Linked DNA regions of Anser cygnoides: region 1 is linked to region 2. The links are chromatin contacts, called in public Hi-C maps. All regions are on one chromosome and are shown on one strand. The core of a region is the stretch at or near the end of the contact, and the rest is flanking DNA. Distances in the headings are between cores, read along the strand shown. Region 1 overlaps WASL (WASP like actin nucleation promoting factor). Region 2 holds the start of WASL (WASP like actin nucleation promoting factor).

Evidence for each region. A called contact is a pair of places that touch in the nucleus more often than the background predicts.
Region 1: a Hi-C map of liver shows a contact between it and region 2, with 2.9 times the contacts expected there. The contact joins the enhancer-like site here to the promoter of WASL in region 2. A contact is called at or near these places in 3 of 7 Hi-C or Micro-C datasets (all in liver).

The regions. Positions count from the first base shown.
Region 1 is chr1:24,148,622-24,153,163 of Taihu_goose_T2T_genome, forward strand. It overlaps WASL (WASP like actin nucleation promoting factor), which reads left to right. Exons shown (of 12, transcript XM_066990609.1): 12 at 1-1,742. Among named protein-coding and RNA genes, the nearest start is that of LMOD2, 25 kb to the right of the region's middle. Within about 2 kb of position 1,265, at least 1 of the 3 cell types and tissues checked has open chromatin away from gene starts, as enhancers often do. A contact at or near this core is called in liver, where this site is marked.
Region 2 is chr1:24,098,420-24,102,751 of Taihu_goose_T2T_genome, forward strand. WASL (WASP like actin nucleation promoting factor) reads left to right here and starts at 2,479. Exons shown (of 12, transcript XM_066990609.1): 1 at 2,479-3,004. The coding sequence starts at 2,885.

The sequences.
Region 1 (4,542 bases), core at 15-2,514, 49 kb after region 2:
TTAATTACTTTTTTTTTAAAATTTGTAGGGCATTGGTGTACTAATAAAGTAAACATAAGTGGGATTACTTTGCAGTCTTTGCGTTATGGTACATAACAAATGCTAAAGCACCAATCCTACATCCAAAAAGTTGGAAAGCCATTAACTCACAATGTACAGTTTGACTACATACTGAACTTTATGGCAATATTCTGTTCTCATACGTTGGCTTTAAGACCAAGGGTTGTGATGAAGATCAAGAACCCTATTCACAAGAGTACTCTTTGAATAAGTGGACAGAAAATGGAATTCTCATTTCACAGCTCACACGTTTATATGTTGTACTTTATAGTGCAGTAAACCTTGGCATATCTGCCTATTACAAAATACTAATCTGTGCTGTGCAGGTATTTAATATCTGCAGCATAAATTACTGTACTTACTGTAATTTTCAGGTAGAAAATCTTTCTAAAAACGCTATCTGACACAGAATGTTTAGTTAAGTCAGTCATATTTGGAGCATAGTTAATGCATAGTGTCCTGGGCCATGGACTGTAGTCAAGGTATCAAACTCAATTTAAGTTATCGGAATTGTATCGACTGAAACCCAGCGATGACCTGATCTTGACAGGCTGGACCTGCATGATACGGCTTGGATTTCTAACCCAGTTATAACCTAGTCTTTAGCAAATTAATTTAGTTATGTGAGAAGAAAGGAAAGTTGCTGAAAAGTAGTGGGAGGGGTAAGGTTGTAGTTAAATTTTTCAGAGGATGCTACTTCCTTCCGAGAGTAATTTAAGCACATAACACTAGGAAAAACTATTTCCAAGTGATGTAATTTCCTTGCGGTAACTCTTATTGCACTCTGCTGCTGGAAACACTTCCTACGAGCTTTGCTGCTGTAATGGCTTGAGCATTGGATCAAGTGCAAGTGCAGCCAGGGGTAGCTAATGGCAGCGGAGTTAAGAACTCGTGTAGAAGGAAAATATTTGTATGACTTTCATATAAGTTCTGGTACTGCTCCCTCTTTTTTATTGCATATAGGGCATTTTGAAATTAAGCAGATGAGGCCTAGAGGTTTTCCTAACATGCTACTTACTAGATATGTTTAGCTGTTATGTTCCCAGAGTTGGAGTTTCTGTAATATAGTTAATAATTAAGCATCACAGTTCATTAATCAAATTTCTGTTCCAGGTTTTGAGAGCTCTGAAGTTACGTTATTGAGTAAAACTTTAATTTGTAGATACTGGCCAAAGAAAGCTTCTGGTTTTTCGTTTCCTTTTACTTCATGCAGAAAATACACTCATATTCTGTGGTGTCCAGGTTAATATTTACTTTAAAATAGTGTATGTACATGACAAATTTCGGGCATAAAGACTGCAACGGCAGTTAAGTTAGTCATAACTGCATGCTTCAGCACTCCGCCACTTGCACTACGAGCAGAAGATAGCATTTCATGATAATGGTGCATTGTTGCTAAACATTGTAATGAAGGCCTCTCGTATATTCTGGTTAAATGACTGTCCAGATAGCCTTAGCAATTAACAAACTAGCATGAGGCTTTTGTATTTCAACACTCTATGTGCATAGACAATATCAGCTAGCCACTTGTACGTATGAAATCCGTAAGAACTTCTCAATCATTCAGTTTTCCATTTATCAAACTGAAATTTTTAGTATGTGAATTTTTGAAATGTACAGTGAATAGGATGTTGCACTGGTGGCAATTCATCATGGAGCATAATAAAATTAATTTGACCCAACTAGTGTAAAACTGTGTGGTTTTTAAGTGCTAATTGTGGCGCAGCTTTTAAAATAGATGTACATCTTGCTTACACGCTTCAAAAGTCGTTTTGGTTGCCTAGCCAAGTTCACAAAGCAGTAAATAGCGACTGTCAAATCACAGCAGTTTTGATGTCTGGAAAGTTGGATTGTGCTAGTGAATAAACACAATGAGTAAGAATGTGACACCCCGTGCTCCTGGCACATCTGACAGCTGCTCAGCAGCTTCTCTGGAAACAGCTACTGCTGCAGGCAAGTGCAATAATACGGCAACATTTCAAGGTCAAACAAACAAGGCTTCGTTAATCCAGAATGAATACTAACGAGTTAACTCTTCGCAATGAATGCTGCGACTTAGGAGGTTTTTACAGATGTAGATCCTTGTCTTGTATGCTGCAGTGCTTGGGCTTGGGACGCTTCAGCCTGGTTTCCTCTAAAGCACACGAAGAGTCTGGCATTTTGAATTTTTATCTAGTGTGTACTTTCTTCTGAAGCTTATTACTGCTCTGATGTGTAGGCCGTAAGTGGAAGGCAAAGTTGAAATTGTTGCTTAGAGGGTGTGCTGATTAATATGAAGTTCTCTCTGCTCCATGAACAGAAGCTTAAAAAATATGTTTGAAAAGAGCTTTTTCTTTCTTTTTTTTTTATTTGTCGGTGGTTACTTTCCCAAGTAAGATGTATGTAAAGAGGAAAAAGGAGATGTTCTTTTGTTTATAAGACTTACTGATCCATTGCAACAGCCTCTATCTAATCATTAGAGGAATTCCTGGTCTAATTAAAGCTCCTGAAGCTCAAGGACAGTGATAAGCAGCTTTATTTATAGAAAAGTGTAAATGGGTTAGGGAAGCTTAGAAGATACTAAACCTCTCTCAAGGGCCAGAGCTATCCTCTAGCACAGCAGTAAGGACGCCTGTTGCTCTGTATTTGTTTGCTGCTTGAAGTTTTCTTCTGAGCAAAAAAGGGACAGGGCAATGTGAATTTTGGAACAGAAGCTGTGCAGGTTTGAGATTGGTTATGGGTGACACCAGCCCAGCCCTGTTCTCTAAGGTGGTGTTCAAAAGCGTGAGTGTGTCTGCACAGTTACAGGGGAGACTTCATATCTACAAACTATTACAGCACATCTATTTTTTGCTTGAAGAAATAAAACATGAGTTTGAAATGACTGGTTTAAAAGGGTGAACGTGTTGAAGAGAGAAATAGAATCATTGCATTGCTATTGAAATATAAATAGTTTTTTTTTTGATAAATTTTATTTTGTGCTGGATTTTACAGTATTTGCAGAGCAACCTGCTCAGATGAGCCAGAATAGTGATATATCAGTTATTCAAGTTTTTATTCTAGTGTGGTTTTGGGTAATGCCTGGTGGAATTGCCCAGCTTTAAACAGCTTAATGTGTACTTGCAATGGAGAATCTTGATATTTTGCATTTATTGTGTTCTATCTATTAGTACTGACAAACACAGTTAGTCTGTTTTGCTAGTGCTCTGAAAAGTTTTTAGGGTCTTTTCGGAGCAAACTTCTTAAGCCATTATTTTGTTTGTGTTTTTCCCTCCCTGAATGTTAATTGTCTCTTCTGAGTTTTGTTATTCAAGCAGTATGAATTTTATACTTTCTACTTCAGGATTGGTGCTGTGTAAGGTTTTCTGAGAAAAAGCTTCAGAAGCTATAAAAAACAGAGGAAGTTCTAAAAAAGCAATAACCAATGTTATGTTTTTGTATGCCCCAGCTGGGGGACACAATAGAATCTGGAGTTTAAAGCTTGAGAATAAGAAATACAATGCTTGTATCATATATCAGACACAAAGTATTTGCTTAAATGCCATCGGCAGGCACTCAGAATCAGCAGTTGGCTCTTCCAAATGTTGATGCCAAAAACCAGGCAACTACCAGAGCAGCTGAGCTGGATTTGGAGCCCTCTGTTGTGAGGTGGGGCTATCCTGGATGCTCAGGGTACACAGACTGCTCAGAAGCTTGTGTCTTTTCCTCAGCCCCCACCTCATTTTTACTGGATGCTGGTATACAATTAACACCCTAATCCGTACAGAATAGATTACTGAAACTTACCTGCTGTTCCCAAGATGTGTAAGAATAAGAGTACTTCTGGAGAGCAAGCACACCACTCTTGTATCAGTTATGTTAAACAGTGGTCAGGCCCGGATTTGGTATTTTTAACTATGCTAATAGTGGATTATCTGGTACAAAAGCAAATAGCAAGGTCTTTGTACCGTAATTGGTGTCCAGATCACATAAAAGGGAAAGTATAGACCGTGATACTGCTGTTGGGTATTCTTTTGAAATGGGCATGCTACTGATTAGTACCCAGCATCGCATCCAAGTCCTAGCTATGCAACATGTTGCCCTTTTCATATGTGAAATCAATATAATTCTGGGATGAAAAGTGTAGTAAATGGTACTTGGACCTTTTTGTTTCTCCACCATGCCTACATTTCGCCAAACAAATAATACGTTTTAGACATATTTCTAGATGACCTTTCCAACACTTGTGTCTGAAAGGCAGACATACTGTGGTTTAGAGAGGGAACTACTGATTTTCTTGGCAGGAGGTCTCCCTGCAGACTCCGTGTTCTTAGAAAAGTATTTGAATATAGCACGTTACGTTGGTGATGTGTTCCTCAGCCAGACGACCTGTCACGTGGGTTACTGCTTATGGAGAGAATAGTTCTTATGATTTTATTAATTATAATTTACCATAGTGCTTTATGAATTACCCCAATTCTAATGCAAGCTGTCAGATAAAGCAGAATTCTTATCAGGCTAGGA
Region 2 (4,332 bases), core at 1,229-3,728:
AATGCTATTTCTGAAATTGGGTGAATATTTAAACTCTGAAACTCAAAGTGTGTAACTTCAGCCTAGTTATGGAATTCAATTTGCAGCTGGCAAAGAAAATACTGAGAAAAACAGAGGTCCCCATTTAAAGATGAACTTCAGAGACACATAATTTCTGTCAAAGTTAAGTCTGACAAGGATAATAAAATCTGTTTATTAAATACATATTTATAATATAACACTTTAAAATCATTACAGGTGCTTATACTGACATAAGAATGTCACTTATGATGTACTCCAGTACCTTGGCCTTATGAGCTGGTATCTTAAATAAATAGAATAAATGCAAATGAATAGCAGCTTCCCACAGTTTATTGGCATCAGGAGTGGACAACACAGCTCGAAGCTTCCTACTACAGTACTTACAGACATTCAGAGGAAAGCTTAGGATAAAAAATGACAGCAATTTCCCTAAGAGAGGTCAGAAAGAACAATGTGATTTCTTCAACATACAGACAGGTAGCTCTGGTTGGTGGCTTTGCTTAGCAGAATTTTGCTCGAGACTGGATGTTTTATGCAGGAATGGCAGCTCAGCTGAAATTACTGCAAATGTAAACACCAAAGGCAAAAATCTATTTTTCTTTGGGACCCTTGTACTCATCAGCAGATACTGATATTTCCATTTCACTTCAGGACTCACTGCTTTGCCATGATACAAAAACAGAAACAGCTTTTGCATTATTAATGAAACACAAGATCTGAAAATAGCCCTTTTTTCTTCCCTTTCCTGTCTACCCCTATTAAAAAAGCATACAAAATCTTAACAATAGAGCCTGAAGGTTAAAAGGCCCTTAAGAATAGTTACCAGCCAGCTGGTCTGAGAGGAACAGTGTGAAGCAAGAAGTATCACCCAGAACTGTTTGAATGGAAGGATCCATACAGTAAGGAACAAACAGTAAAAGTTAACAGAAATGAGTGGGGGAAAAAAAGCAATGAACATAACAAACCAGAGAAGTGAGGAAAGTACCAGCATTTACCTGTGAAAGGTGTATTATATTTTTAGCTATTTACACTATGACCACCAAGACACGTACGAAATTTCCTTGAAACAGGCTCTGGCTGCAAAATAATTGTGAAAAAAGGAAAGAAAGAAAAAAGAAGTGCCTTGTAAAGTGCTTCCATGTGTTTTATCTCTTTACATACATTTTCAACAAACGGAATGCTGCCAATATTCTTTAGCTAAAATATTTCCCCTTCCACTAAAATATGCACATACTTACACAAGAAAGGAATGAAAGCTGAAGTACCTATGACTGCTGAAAAATACTTTGAAAGAACTGGTTCCTACTGTTTGCTGTTCCTTTATAGCAAAGACCCAAGCCACTTCTGTGAGATCTGCACACTGAGGAGTCCTGTACGCATGTATTTTAAATTCTTTTTATGCTGAAAGTTCAGGATTTCCCACTATGTTCTGTCTTCCGTATGTTTTCGGACACAGCTACAGGCTCTTTTAAGTACAGTGAAAAGGGCCTGTAAGCAGAGCAGAAGGGGTCGCCATCTGTTCTTGCCCAATCTTTTGGAAGATAGGAAGAGAACTCAGCACAGCTTCATGTAAGATTTGTGTTCACAGATTTTCCTCCTGCGCTCCCCTAGCTCCTTTCCTCCTGTGCTTCATCGGTTCTTCCCTTTAATACAAAGTAAAACATCACGGGGGAATTGCTTTAGCATCTTCCAGATGGGCAATGAATTGATCAGAGGAGGTGAAGCTGACATATACGCCACTTAAAAACACCGAGAAGACTAGGAAGGTGCTCACCTAGCCATCTCTTTTTCACCTTTGTCTTCACAAGTATTTCTTCTGTGCAGCTGGAAGTCAGACTGAGCATACGGCAGCTGTGCCAAGGCTCTCCAAGCTCCGAAAGGCCTTCGGCCTCCATCTCTGCTACTGTCATGTGGAGAGAAGCATCGGGGATGGGAAATCCGGCTGACAAAGTGTACTGACTGTATATAGGAGGTGTCCTCTGCAGCTGGCCCCTCAGAGAGCTCAAAATACCCGCTACAATTTTTAGTTATTTCACCTCCAGCTGTAGAAGGCTGTGCCAGGCGGGGTACCGGCTCTGACACCCGCTGCTCCCTGCCTGGGTGACCGTGCCGAGGGAACTGCTTCTGCACCGCATAAACCGCCCACCCTACGCAACGCAGAATAACACCATCCACTCGGTAATTTGCACGGTGAAATTATTCAAGGAAACGTTCTTCTTTCAAAGAGAAAAGGTCAAAAAAGGGTTCTGGAGTTACTCATTGAATGGCTTTTGACTTAAAAACCTGACAGGAGCTCGGTGCCGGGCTCCAGCCGCGCTCTGCCTGCCCCCACCCCGGCACCGGCGGCGCTAAGCCCCGCTTATAAAAGCGCTGTGCCCGCTCCTTCCTCTTCTCCTCGTCTTTCCTCCTCCTCCTCCTCCTCCTCCCGGCAGGTATTTAGGGGGAGGGCGCCGGGGAGAGGCCCTTGGCGAGGCGAGGCCGCGACGGGGCGGGAGCGGAAGGGAAAGGGAGGGAAGGAAGAAGGGAAAAGGCGGCGGCGCTCTCGCTCCGTCTCTCGCCGGCCTCCCCTCCGCCTGCTGTGGTCTCGCCCGCCCCCGCTGCCATGTTGGATCGTGCGGCCGCCGGAGCCGGGCCGAAGTTGGAAGTTTAGCCCGGCGCCCGGGGCGGGCGGCCATCGGCCGGGCTGCCCGCCGCCCTCCCTCCCTCCGTCCCCCCGGCCCCTAGCGGGAGGCTCCGCCATGCGGCTGCCGTGAGGCGGCGGCTGGACGAGGACGAGGAGGAGGAGGAGGAGGAGGAAGGGGCCGAGAGCGCCAGCGGTTGCAGGGCGGCGAGGGAGGGCAGCGCCGCCGGGCCGGCCCCGGCCATGAGCGGCGCCCCGCAGCAGCAGCCCCCGCAGCCGCGGCGGGTCACCAACGTGGGCTCCCTGCTGCTCACCCCGCAGGAGAACGACAGCCTCTTCGGCTTCCTCGGCAAGAAATGCGTGGTGAGTCCCGGCCCCGGAGGGGACCGGGGCGGGGGGGGGGGGGGCTGTGCCGGCGGCTCCCCCTGCCCGGTGCCCACCGTGCCCGGGCGGTGCGGGTGGCCCCGGAGCTCGGGGCGGGGGGGACGGAGCGGGCCGGGGGGCTCGGCCGCTGCCCCCGGGAGGGAAGCGGGCAGAGCCGGCTGGGGAAGTTTGGCCGCCCCGCCAGGCCGGGAGGAGCCGCGGCAAGGCCCGGGTCGGTGCTAGGCCTGCCTCGGCTGGGCTGGGGGGGCCCCGGCGCGGCATCCTCCAGGGTCTGCTTGGGGGAGAGCACAGAGCCGCTCGGAGGGGCGGGCAGGACGCTGGTTAGAAGGACAAGCCGTGTAGCAAAGGTGTTCCCGAGTATATCAGTAAGCTCTTCGTTTTCAGAGTACCTTCTTGTATGTTAATGTAAAGCTGTACCCATCTGTGTTTAAAAAAAAAAAAAAGCCACTTGATAGCTTCAGAAGTCAGCTTTTAGGTTCCTCATTTTCAGAATACCTCCTCGTATGTTTATTTTAAACTTATATTTATCCGTATTTAAAAAGAAAACACCCCCACATAGCTTCAAAAGTCAGCTTTTAAGTTCTTCATCTTCAGAATATCTTCTCGTATGTTAGTGTAAAACTGCTCATCTGTATTTAGCAAACAACAGCCACTTGACAGCTTCAAAAGTCAGTTTTGAAGTTCTTCATTTTCAAATACCTTCTTGTATACTAAGGTAAATCTCCATTAGTCTATTTTTTAACACAAAGCAACCACTTGATAGCTTCAAAAGTCAGTTGTCTTTTTAAAAAAAATACAGTTCTTTGAGAAAAACAAACCACTGTATTTCTGAAAAAATTAAACAAAACCTGCCCCTCTTGTCCAAACGACCACTTGGAAGCCATTTCAAAGGGGTACCTGGTGTCCTGTGATGCTTTGTGCCCGGCACGAGAGTGCTGCTGTCAGGCAGCTCGCCTCTCTCTGCGGTGCCATGGGGAATGTTTCATGGGCTTTAAGTTGTGGCTCGGAGCGGGGTATCGGTGCCATCGCAGTGCTGCCACATACCTCTGGACTTTGAAACGGTATTGTTGATCAGCCCGTCTCTTGCGAGGGAAGTGTGAGATGTAGTGACCGAACAGGAAGTACGTGATATTTACGTTGGGGTAAGTTAAATTGGAGATGCTGTCACAGCAATTAGGTTAAAATTGGTCGGAAGGTGTGATTACAAAACATGTAAAGAGGAGACCTTTCTATGTGAAGTAATACATTTGTAAGAAATTTTTCATTGAAATATTTTCAGGCACGCGTTTCACATGTTTAGCTCTTTG